Regions from separate parts of the Xenopus laevis genome. Here region 2 is linked to region 1. Evidence: chromatin contacts called from public Hi-C data. All regions are on one chromosome and are shown on one strand. The core of a region is the stretch at or near the end of the contact, and the rest is flanking DNA. Distances in the headings are between cores, read along the strand shown.

Region 1 (6,347 bases), core at 1,883-4,382:
CAAGGAGATAGAAGATTTACAATGATAATTACACAAACCTTGATATATTTAAGACATTTTACTGGTTTAGAGTTTTACTTAAACAAGACAGATGAAGTGCATAACACTTCATCTGTTAGTAATTCTAGTGAGAGTCTGGGCTTGGTTTCACTGACTTAAGTGATGTTTAATTGATAGGTACCCCAGGATGTTGCTAAGTATAGCTCACGTGACTCTAATTGTTATTGATAAGGAACTCATTGTACCATTATTTTAAGAATATAGCTTTCCATATCCATCTTCCTCTTTTGTATTTATCTCATCATCATCGTGTCATGCTAATTATAGATAAGGCAATATATCATCTGCTTCCTTTCTTTTTGACATTCCCTAGCTCTAGGGATAACCCTCCTGTTCACTTTCCAAGTAGGTGAATGATAGATGATCGACATAAACATGCTCCCCTTAGCCCCTTCATTCAGTTTCCTGCCAGATATTCTGCAAATAGAAACACCATGGGGGGTAAAGACCAGGAAGGTACTGTACACAGCTGGATGTATTTCAATTCTAAAGGAAGGGACATTGGACACAAGGACACAAGCAGTATCTACATTTGAAAAGTCATTAGCAGAGGTCAAATTGCCAAAGAGGACTAAATTGGGGAGATGATTATAGAATGGAATAGCAACTGTGATATGTCTAATGATTGTCATAATGGTTGGCAGTAAACTGCTATTCAGTTTAATATTATAGGCAATGTCTGACTGGGGAGTCTGGGGCCCACCAGGGCTGCTGCCTGGGGCCCCCCACGCCAGTTGCAAACTCTAGTCAGCTCCTCCAAATCCTGCCCCTCCCCCCTGTTACATAATGCTTACCGAATCCTTCTCATTTGTGGCTGCAATTGGGGGTGCCTAAGCTCGCAGTTCCAGCTGGAGTGATTGGACCTGGGTCGGCGTGGGCTGTGTGGCCCACTAGGTCTGGGAACCACTGGGTTTTTTACTGGTGTCCCACTAGCCCAGTCCAATCCATGATTTTAGGAAAACCATTACTCTATTAATAAGCTGGTCTTTTATTAACATAATCAATATATGGCCATTTACTAGTCCCTCTCATAAGTTCATAGTTATCTGCATGTGTTTGCTTATTCACTCACAGTGAAAACTGTCTGAATAATGTTAATTGTCAAAAGAACTAGTTCACTTTACTCCATTTGGTGCAGTGGAACATTGCCATCTGCTGGCCAGAGTATTATGCTAATGGAGAAGTCAAGGCTTTACCAAGCATTTACTTTGAGCACACCACTCAGACTCCTGAGACATCATAGGGCACATTTATAACCCTGGGGGTACAGGTGCAAGAGCACTTTCTCTTCTATCAGGAGACACAGTCCAGCCTTGTCCTTTCTACCTGCCATTGGGCAAGCAGTAAGTACAGGGCCCGAGTCTCCTTCCAATCCATAACATGTGCATGCAAACGATGGTGTGGGTAGGGTGCAAGTCGTGTGCTCCAAAATGGAGCGCAAAGGCCTGAGGCTATTCTCACAAGGTCCCATTTTTGCACCTTGCACACTGCTGGGGGCATTGTAAATTACCCTAATATATTTTCCATAAACAAATAACTGTATGCACAATATAACCCTTCTGTAGAATGGTTTCTCTTAAGTCACCTATGCCCCTCCAACTATTTATTTAGAATACTGTATTTGTCTATGTGTGAGATAAAAAGAAAGAAAGAAAGATTCATCAAATTATTTCATAAGTTTACATCTACATCAGCAGATTTCAAGTAGTCCGTGTGAATGAGGGCTCAAATTGGTGTGTATTTGGATACAACACTGACTGCAGCTGTGCATGCCCCATGGTTTAAACTGAGAAAATTCAAAAATATGCATTTATGAGCACAGGTACAATGTGTAAAACCGGGTGTTATGTTGCATGTAGTTGAAGACTATTACCAGAGGCAGGCACTTGCACTCCATAGATTCAAGGAAACCCTTGGATTAAAATCCGCCTTGAAGATGGTTCCCTTAGCATGTTGTTCCTACACATGTAACTGGCTTGCTGCAAGTGAATCACACACTAATGCCATTATTGACGGCAAACACACATTATTGTAGGATAAGTCACTTTGTAGTGAATTGTGGTCTTCATGTGAAATTTCACTCCTTCAAGTGAAGCACCAGTAAAATCATTGCATTAAGGCCCCCATACAAAGGATGATAAAAGCTGCCGGAAGACCGAGTCGGCAGCTTATTGGCCCATGTGTGGGGCCCTCCAATGGGCTTCCCCGAACGAAATCTGGCTGAAAGTCAGCCAGATGTCGATCGGGCAGGGTAAAGATTCCAGTCAGATTACGGCCTCTTCTGTTAGTTGATGCAGTCCTGTGATCCGACCACCTGTATTGTGATCTGATTGTTGGGCCCTACGGACCGATAATGCCCACCTAAATGTGGGCATATCGAGGACAGATCCGCTCGTTTGGCGGATCTCTCCATGTATGGCCAGCTTTATCCAGGCTGAAGAGATCAGATCTGAATGGGCTTAACTAGCTTTTATCAGGTAAGTAGATACCAGCATGCCAAGGATGGATGTTTAGCACTTCAGTTAGCAATTTAAAGTATTTGAATTCACAGTATTGGCTCTGCATTCTGTATGCAAGATGAAGATAACTTCTTAACCTTAAGAATCCAGTTTGTGTTTAATTCTGTAAGACAATTTTAGCCCCTCCTATCAGCTAAAAATGTATTTTTAACCTGCATAGATCTCTGAAGTGTGCGTTGTGTGGTCAGGCTGACTATGTCACGTCATGCACGACTGAGAAGCTGACTATTAGTAAATGAACCATAACTATCCCTTTTATAACCTTACGGTAATGTCAGGAGTTATTTTACTGTTAAAGTATCCCGCTTTGAAGTAATTTTGGGAAATGTTCTGTTGTTTCATTTTGAAAAGCATTCATTTGCAAATCAGTAGAAAGGCATGAAAAACATCGAACAATCTGCATAACAAAAAACTCCTCTAAAGAAATGTAAATCTGTGAGGGAGCCTGGTTTCACACCCTCAAGGCTACCCGTGGGGCAGAGCTCAGATTTCAAGCATGGGTCTCTGCAGCCAAGGAGACATATTATTTACTCTAAACCTCCAGTGCCTAAACGCTGATGAAATTAAAGGTTTATTGTTACTGCAAGTAAATTAGACCATTAACCATTGATAATGCAAAGGCACCATCAATTTGATCAGATCAAAACTGAATAATTGAAACGGTAAAGAACAAGGTAGTGGTCTGACTACTAATCACTTCCCAAAGGTCACCATCCTATGGTACTGACAGCCACACTGCTCTTATGGGACAAACATGGTGGTCAAAACAGACACTCATGGATGCCACTCAGGATCACTAGCTTGAGTGTGGGGCTTGAGTGCATACTGTACTAGCTTACAATTAAAATACAGGGGTAAGAAATGCTTCCATGTGATAAAGGTTCCACGTTTACCCTAATGTGTTTTGCAAAGTAGTTCTCAGAAATTGTCAATATTTTGACCATGCAATGGAAATGGCTTCATTTGAAAAGCCCACTTTCACATTACTTTAAAAAAAAAGTTCCAGTAACATGAGTTGCTTTAAATAAGGAACTTTAAAATGTATTACTTGGTAAAATTTGTGGTTTACAGTTTACAGCACATTTCATTTCCTTAATATGGTAATTTCATTAGTTTACAGGGAGGGTGGTCTCTTATTTTGCACTTCACATGGTCTTTTTCCATAGCAGAAGAAAGTGAGTGGAATCCTAAAGTAAGCTGTTTACAGTGCAGAGAGGGAATGAGTGATTCACAATGATACAGATGACAGATGCTAAGAATTAAGCCAGTAAATGCTAAGAACACAAACATTGATTTGCCTCATCACAATATTATTAAAGGTGTTTTTCTAAACATTCACTGCCTAAGAGCCAGGTGCTCTACTGGGCAAACATACTAAGATTTCAGCCATTGAAAGCCAACTGTGTTCTGCTCAAGTTACAAATAACATACCTCTGGTCTTAAGTGAGATCAAAAAGAATACCTGTTGGTAGCAATTCACACCAAACTAAACAACTTCGTCTACATTTCTATTCATGCACCATAATGTAATACTGCCTGCTATTCTAAACATTCTGCCAACAAATCAGTATTTAAATTAATAGCCCTCTCTGTGCTTACAATTGTCTCACTTGTGGATTGGAGTGTATTTTCTTTACTTCACCTTCATGGATGAAATAGTGATTCATTGTTCAAAGACTGTGCAGAAGCTACCTTGTTACTGTGATTATGGTTGCAGTGAACAAATAAAGGTCTGTGTCACCATAATACATATTTTACTCTGACATTGCTCTGAGTAAAGTTGCAGCATACACTTTCAGCCAATGTGCCATTGGAAGACATGATAGGGAAGTATAAAAATAGTTGGATACATTCAGAGGACTATATATATTCTATCTATCTATCTATCTATCTATCTATCTATCTATCTATCTATCAAATGTTAATTCAGTCCAATAAAATTTGACTGTCTAATCTTAAAGAGATTCTGTCAGGATTTTTATGATGTTAATTACATTGTTTACACTGCAAATAATTCACTTTACGTCTACAATATAAAATGTAATTCCTGAACCAGCAAGTGTATTTTGTTTAAGTTGTAATATAGGTGTGTAGGCAACCATCTCAGGTCATTTTGCCTGGTCAGGTTGCTTTAAGAACCAGCCAGCACTTTAGGATGGAACTGCTTTCTGGCAGGCTGTTGCTTTTCCTACTCAATGTAACTGAATGTGTCTCAGTGGGACCTGGATTTTACTAGTGAGTGCAGTTCTTAGATCTACCAGGCAGCTGTTATCTTGTGTTAGGGAGCTAATATCTCGTTACTTTCCCACTGTTCTATTGTTAGGCTGCTGGCGGAAAGGGAGTGGGATGATATCACTCCAACTTGCAGTACAGCAGTAAAGAGTGAATGAAGTTTATCAGAGCACAAGTCACATGACTTGGGGCAGCTGGGAAACCGACAATATGTCTTTCCCCATGTCAGAATTCAAAAGTTAATATAAAAAAATCTGTTTGCTCTTTTGAGAAATGAATTTCAGTTCAGAATTCTGCTGGAGCATCACTATTAACTGATGCGTTTTGAAAAAAAAAAATTCCCATTCCCAGTATCGCTTTAATTTTTTTCTTATGTTCTGCTCTCTGCAGGATAAAAAAAATTATTATGGTATCGATCGTCACTAGGGTTGCCACCTGGCCGATATTTTACCGGCCTGGCCAGTAAAAATGATGGCTGATCCCAATGTTATTAATAGGGAAAAAGTTAAATATATAGGAGGGCCGGTATTTTTTTCCAGAAAAGGTGGCAACCCTAATTGTCACACATCTATATTTTACTTATGGTATAAGTTTATTTACTGTGAGACCAATATGGACATGATTTTTTTTCAGAGAAGAATGAAAATATTGCATCACTTAAAGTCATTTATTTTCAGCAAGTTTTTAACTATAACTTGAGAGGAAAGGGATTCTACAAGTCACCCTGTTCTTAAATGACTTAATCAACCTGTCATTCGTCTGGACATGTTCACTTTGCCGACAAGAAAAATACATATGTCAAATGGTGGCGACACCAACATAGAACACTTTGGTGCAAAATACCAAGAAGGAAATGACATAAAGGTCAAAAGTCAGAGACAAAATTACTTTCAGTTGAGATTTATGTAGGGTGCTAGTTTTGACCAATTCAGTTTTGCACAGTTGCAGACTTCTTTCACTTAGAGCCATTGTAGGTATGAAAACATTTTATGTATACTGCATATACTGTGTCAGTGGTAGTTTCAAATAAGTTGATAACATAAAGTCAAAAATTCTGCCGCTGTGTGAATGCCTTTTTTTCTCCAAAAAGCAACAGAAATGTTGGCAGTAGTTGCTCTATTTGGCTTCTGGTCAAAGGCACTAAAAGTAGGGTTAACACTATTAGTGATACATATAATGTATCTTCTCACATACAAATCTTAATGCAAAATCACTATTTTCAGACTAAGGTTTAAGTGAACTGAATATGTTTGCAAAGACCTTCAGCAAGAGTTTGGGATAACAGATTAAGTAGAACTCAAGTTTCTAATTCTGCAATTAATATAATCTTTATTACATAAAAATTTGGTTCCCCATCATCTTCACTATCACCACATTTTCAGGCAAATTTTTAAGGTGATAGCAGTTTAGGTGCCTTTTGTAATTAACAAAGACTATCACTGCAGCAGGTGACAAGGTGAATGAATACCTTTTGTCACTGTAACGGGATTTGGGAGGCAGTAAATCTGTGCTAGTAAACAGAACAACATCAATAAC
Region 2 (6,347 bases), core at 2,232-4,731, 210 kb before region 1:
ACAAGGACCATTACCTTCAGTTTATCATCCTGACAAAATGTAAAGAATGTGCAGAGTAAAAACACTAACAATTCATCCCCCGTTGATTTCTCCATTCTTCCCCTTCTATATTAAAACTGACAAGATTAACCTAAATGCAAACTGCCGGGCACAGTTCAAGGGGCTATTCACAGACGACTGAATGTACATTTGTTTACTTACAAAACTAGGCCCCTAAAAAACAATGCACAGCAGGCGGGGGGATAGAGAGCCCTCAGCCCTTTCCAACTGATTTACAACCTTAGTATATTTTGTAATACTTAACCACTGCATTGCACAATGGCCTAAACACCCAGGTTAAAAAAAATATATATATTTTTAATCTTTAATAAATAAAATGAATCTAGGAAAATGCTATTGGTCTACAAATATTTCTTCTTCCAGAATGAAGAAACAGAATGAATGGTCATACGTGTGTATGTCAATTATTACTGCACTGCTTTTTTGTTACCCAGAATGCTTTTCTTCAACCTCCATTGCCTTAAATGAAGGAGCCGTGCTCTGATTTCATCCTAATTTAACAGGTAGCAACCTAAAAAATGAACTTAAGTTTGTTCCTTTATGCCTTGGGTCAAGTGCAGCGCAATTTATCTCTAATATTGGTTTCAAGGGCTATAATCTAAAAGAAGCAATGAGCAGGCGCTCTATGGTCTAATTATATGGGAGTGTGAGGATAGGACTTTATGAATAGAGTTATTATCCTGCTGTTCCCTATAGTGGTATTTATGTGTTTAATGTTGCACTAAAAATCATGGTGGAAATTAAAATTTGATGTTAAAAGCTATGACATTCATATTTCATTAGTGACTTGAAAAAAAGCTATTTCCATACTGAAGAGGGTGGTGTACTCATAAAGGTTCCGACTAATGAAAATCCATGATGCTTTTCATGTTCCTAACTGATTTTACAGCTGAAATAGCACATTGTGTCTCTAGGGTAAAATTGCTGGATCATTAAGTGCAAATAAAAATAAAACCAGTAGGGCGGGCGTCTATTTTATGAAAAAAGGCAACACTGATATGGTCAGTCAAGTAAGGGCATCAAGCCTTTGGCAGGCAGTAATAAAACTCCAAGGCTGTGTTGGGACTGTGGGAACTGTAGTGGAACAATGGCAGTAACACAAATACAAATTTGTAGGTTATATACACAAAAGGTAGGTTATATTTGCCTCCTACAAATGTAAGACGAAAGGTGTGCCGCAACAGTGTTTTTTTTTTTTTCTAAGAAAAAAAGGGGGAAAAATCTAAGATGTGATGACATGATTAAATGGCAGGATTAAATAGGCTGGAACTGAAGGACTAGGAAGGCTGAGTGCACAGTCAAGCTGTGTGCATTGAAACAGTGACCTCTGTGGGCCTGAAATGATCATGATTTTAGATCCTCCATTTACTTTCATTCAGCAAGTGAAGCGTTGCCTCTGAACCCACCACAGTCGTAGACCTGCCAGCACCCTCAACATGCGCACAGAGAATGGGCCCAAACGCACAGCCAATAGACGAACACTTTGTATCTCTCCTTCTGTGAATCAGCAATGATTCTGAGTACAACAGCTTGGGTTGTTAGCCTATGTGCTGCTGTTGAAGCGCTTTCAGACATTCTTAGGGACAGAGCCCCCTGCTATTTATTTGGCTTTATTTTGCTCTGAACCTCCTTATTCATATTTTATAAAAAAGCATGAAAAAAATGATAGTAATGTTTGATCTACCTACACACACATAGGCTGAAAGAAACTCCCTTACAACTATTGGGTGACATTGGCAAGCAGTGCTGCAATACCCACAGGGCACAGATTTTCTACAGTGCCCTTCTGCCAGATGCCACGATGAGGAAGTTCAAGAAAGGAAATTTTAATTTAAATACTCAATACAAAGTGGGAATTCACAAACCTCTATTCAGATTAGCCTGTGTTCTCCTTTAACCAAAATGAAATAACAGGTCTCTGCCATAGAAAACCTTTGGGTAGAGCAATACAGATGGCAGAGAACCCGCTTATGGTATGTGGGATAGACTATGTGCATCAATATATTTTAAAGGGTGTTGTGGGATTCCCATACTATTAATTTAATTTACAGGGCATGAGTTTACATGTATCTATGAGCTCCTGTTTTACCCTGAACCACTGAGATCAGCACGGTCAGAAGGGAAGGACTGCAGGGACGCCGATAAGGCTGCTACAGGGATTCATTTATTTATATAGCGCTAACTTAGTGGGCAGCGCCGCGCTATGAGAAAAAGCAGAGGTACAAACAAAGGGCTTCCCTCAGATGAGCAGCCGATGCCAAACTGCCGCTTACAAATCACAAGCTGCTTCTATATGGCAGCTCCATCCGAAGATTTAGTGGACACAAATGATCCTTCGGGACTGGAAGGTAATTGCAAGAAATATTAGTCTCTCTGCGTTTGAACGATCAGCAGCGTCCCCTAGACTCCAGGATCCTGCCAGCCCGGTGTCAATATGAGCCCAATGAGCTGGCTCACCCAGTAGCTGACTAATCACTCGCAGCACCCACAAGACAATGGGAGAACCTTGTACCGGGGTGACCCGGACACGTCACGGCTCGGTTCCATATAGAACGCTAAGTTATAACACAGGGGATGCCCTGGGATCGGCAGGGAATAAAGGGCTCAGCCCAGTGTTATGACAGCGATGCCCAAACTGCCGACTACGGCCCTGTAGCTACCGGTGAACTTCAACTGAGCCCGGAGCTCGGTGGGTTTTAATTTGCCACTACCAAGGGGTCGTGGGTAGAATGTCCCTGTACGGACACGCTTACACGCTGATAATATCTATACAACACTGCTGATTAGAGTGTCGCACCGTGTCTGTATGTGGCCCTCACACACTGACGTAAAGAGTAAAAGGGCTCGGGACTTACCTGGCGTTGGACGAGTTCCAGTATATAGGATCCAGCACTGTAGACCAGGAGATCGCAGTCCTGAGCAAGAGAATACAAACTCCCAGGCTGTACTTCCACACCGAGTCCCCGCTCAGTGCCATGATCTGGCCGCCCCAAGAAACTATCACTGACCAAACGCAACGTTTCGGCTCTAGTCAAAGCCAGTGATCCCCGAGAGTCCAACCAGCGGGGGGATATCCAACTCCCTGAGCTGCTGCGACTGACACTGCGCAACAAATCAACTCCAAACGGCAAACTCCTGCTCACATGCACTGTATCCCAAGGTACCAAAAGGGGCCGCGCTGTTATCAAGGGGACCCGTCATCCGGCAACCCTGTCTGTGATCCTAAGCCAAAGAGCCCGCAAAGTGCGCTGTATTAATCCAGCTCCAGGCAGTCCCTGTGTGTATCCTATAGGTGCCCGCAGATAAAAGCTGCCGCAGATCCCTGATTGGCTGCCAATGGCGGGGTACGACTGTGTGTGGCACTGCTGCTCCGGGCACACGGATAATGAACTCAGCTGCAGATCCTCGCACTACTTCTCACTAAACCCAAGTCTCTCTCAGCGCAGCGCTTTAGCCATATAAACTCAGCCCGCCCACTCCCGCCCGTCCTTCTCATTGGCTGACATGCTCAAGAGCGGAGCGGATTGGCGGCGCTTCACGTCAATCGATAGTTAAGACAGAGCGCGTCTGCTCCTTGGCATCGTATTGTGTGTGACAGGTACAGACCTCCCATACAATAAAACATGAACTCATCGGCGGCTATTAATATTCATTAGGTGACCCTACACTGCGACATACACAAACTCCACTTTCTTTCTTGGATCCCTTTTTTTCAGGAAAATTCATTGCGAAAACTATGAAGCCAAACCGACTGGATAGACGCGTTTATAGTGATACTATTCAATTAATCAACTGTGTAACTGTGAGAAAATATATTTTTTACAAACAATAAATGTGATATATATATATATATTATATAAAATATAACAGCCTCTAGCTAATCAGTTGCTGCAGAACAGATAGTCCCAGACCTCCTCAACTCACATAATAACCGGTGTGACCTCTGGAGCAGCCTCCAGGGAGCATCTTGGGAGATTTGACACTTCTCACTATAAACATTATTTAGTCAGAAAATAGTCATCCCTGGGGAGTAAATAGATGAAATGTGTATCCTCTGCGGTCCAGCAGGGAGTAAATCAAATATACATTTCCACAGTAAAATCATCATCATCTCCTTTCCAGAGTCCAGCTGTGTATAGTCTAGTAATGGATCTATTATTATGGTAGGTGGGGGGAGATCTAATGTAACTACTGTCTAATTGTACAATCCAACTGTTTATATGGGGCTAGGGAGTTATTCTTGGTGTATTTGGCCTTCTCTAGATCTTTTTACTGTGCTTCTGCCTTTGTATTGTGCCAGGGATCTTTTTAGAGAGTAGGGAGAGGCGGAATCTGGAATTTATAGTTGGAAGAGAAGCCATAAGGACAACTATATAACTAGGACAGGGGTCCCCAAACTCTTTTTTACCCATGAGCCACATTCAAATGTAAAAAGAGTTGGGGAACAACACAAGCATGCAAGAAGTTCCTGGGGTGCCAAATATTGTCTGTGGTTGGCTATTTATAGCCCTTATGTGGACTTGCAGCCTATAGGAAGCTGTTTCTGATAGTAAAAATGGTTTAAATACAACCAAAACCTGCCTCCAAGCCTGGGATTCAAAAATAAACATCTTATCCAAGGGGTCGGAGCCAGGTCTGGACTGAGAATTATAATAGGCCCTGGCATTTCAGGTACACAGAGGCCCAATCAGCCCATACAGAAGCCCAAACAGTCCCCACCAGCCCACTAAATAGTGACTTTCAATTGCACCTTATAGCAGCCCATCTGGCATTTGCCAGAACCCACAGATTGCCAGTCCGGGCCTGGTCGGAGCGCACCTTATACAAGGCAATGTCGGAATGGAATGTATGGGGCCCACCAGGAAACCTTAGTCCATGGGACCACTTTCCAAACTATAATTCCTCCTCTCCAAACTCAATCTCTTTCTTCTCCTAGTCTTTTATATTAACTTACTATATTCTGTTCTTCGAATATTGTCGATTTTTTCCCATAAATAAATAGGGAATGACCATGAAATTGCCCAAACAGTTAGAAGCCAAAGGGCCCTGGTATCCCTGTTGGCCAGTCTGACACTGATCCAAGGGGTTGGAGGGCAACATGTTGCTCAGTCACGAGTCTCTGGTTGGGGATCACTGAATTAGGCAAATTGGACGACTGTACGTTTATGGCCACCTACATCCCTAACAAGCAAACGAGATATCGCCATATTACTACTCTAGATAGCACCTTTATATAATCTGAGCCTGTAGCAGACATGGTTTAGCTGAAACGTTGTTTTTGCCCCATGCCCCCTCTGTCTTAACGTGTGTCAGATTGTTTTTACATACAAATAAGACACTACAAAAAAAAAGAAATACAATGTACACGCGGAACTAGAACTCACACCAAACCACGAAATAGAAGAGGGCTAAGCTTTAAGCATTTTTTTTTCAGCTGTGTGGCAGGCAGGGGGTTAAAGGATTTCTCTCTGTCGGACGGAGATAATTGTACAGCAGCAGAAGAATGCATCTCTATGTTACAGACAACTGATCAATTTATCTGTGCCAGACATCAGAATAATGTATAAAAGTGCATGTTCCTGCGGCAGACAACGGGTTAAAGCACTGGGAATTAGTCACCAGGCTAAATGTGTATCTCTGTGAAAGACAAAGGGCAGACAAAGGGATTAATGTCTGTGGCAGACAGTGGGTTAATGCCTATCTGTGGCAGACAGGGGGTTAATGCCCATGATTGCGGTAGATAATCTATTTAGAAGGGATTTGTCCATATCTGCACGTGGGTCAGTCTCCAGCCCCCACCATCGCCCCTTGGGGCCTGTTTGCCTTGCTCACTCCAGTGCAATAATGCTCTGTACACTATCACACATGCGACTGTCACATTTTGCAACAAGCAAAGAGGTGATAAAAAAAAATCCTTGGCCAGATGCTGACTGGGCCCCTTAAGTGCTTTGCAGCACGTCTGGCTAGTAATCTTGATTGGCTAAGAGAGGAAGATAAGCCCCCAAGTGTTTGCCCTACAGTTCATTGGTGCCCCCAGGAATTTACTGCACAACTGCCGATTTCTATAACGGTTCAGCCAGGACACCATGCGCTGCCGCAGTAGGGAACATATCAACTTCTATATGTCTGTCTTTCCCAGGCTCACAGAGTGGGATGGATAGGAGGGGGAGGTTTTGCTCATGTTCCAGTCTGCAGCTGCAGGTCCCAATACTAAGCACTATTTCCCACGGAGTCGCAGCACCCACTAGCGGCAGCGCTCTACAGGCAATGCTCGACCTTCTAGGACT

The links. Hi-C and Micro-C count contacts between places; a contact is called where the count stands out from the background.
Region 2: a Hi-C map of animal cap shows a contact between it and region 1, with 8 times the contacts expected there. A contact is called at or near these places in 3 of 4 Hi-C or Micro-C datasets (the XL177 cell line, the XTC cell line and animal cap).

What each region holds. Positions count from the first base shown.
Region 1 is chr2L:123,045,611-123,051,957 of Xenopus_laevis_v10.1, reverse strand. No RefSeq gene overlaps it. Among protein-coding and RNA genes, the nearest start is that of arglu1.L, 180 kb to the left of the region's middle.
Region 2 is chr2L:123,258,220-123,264,566 of Xenopus_laevis_v10.1, reverse strand. efnb2.L (ephrin B2 L homeolog) reads right to left here and starts at 3,481. Exons shown (of 5, transcript NM_001086485.1): 1 at 2,916-3,481. The coding sequence starts at 3,037.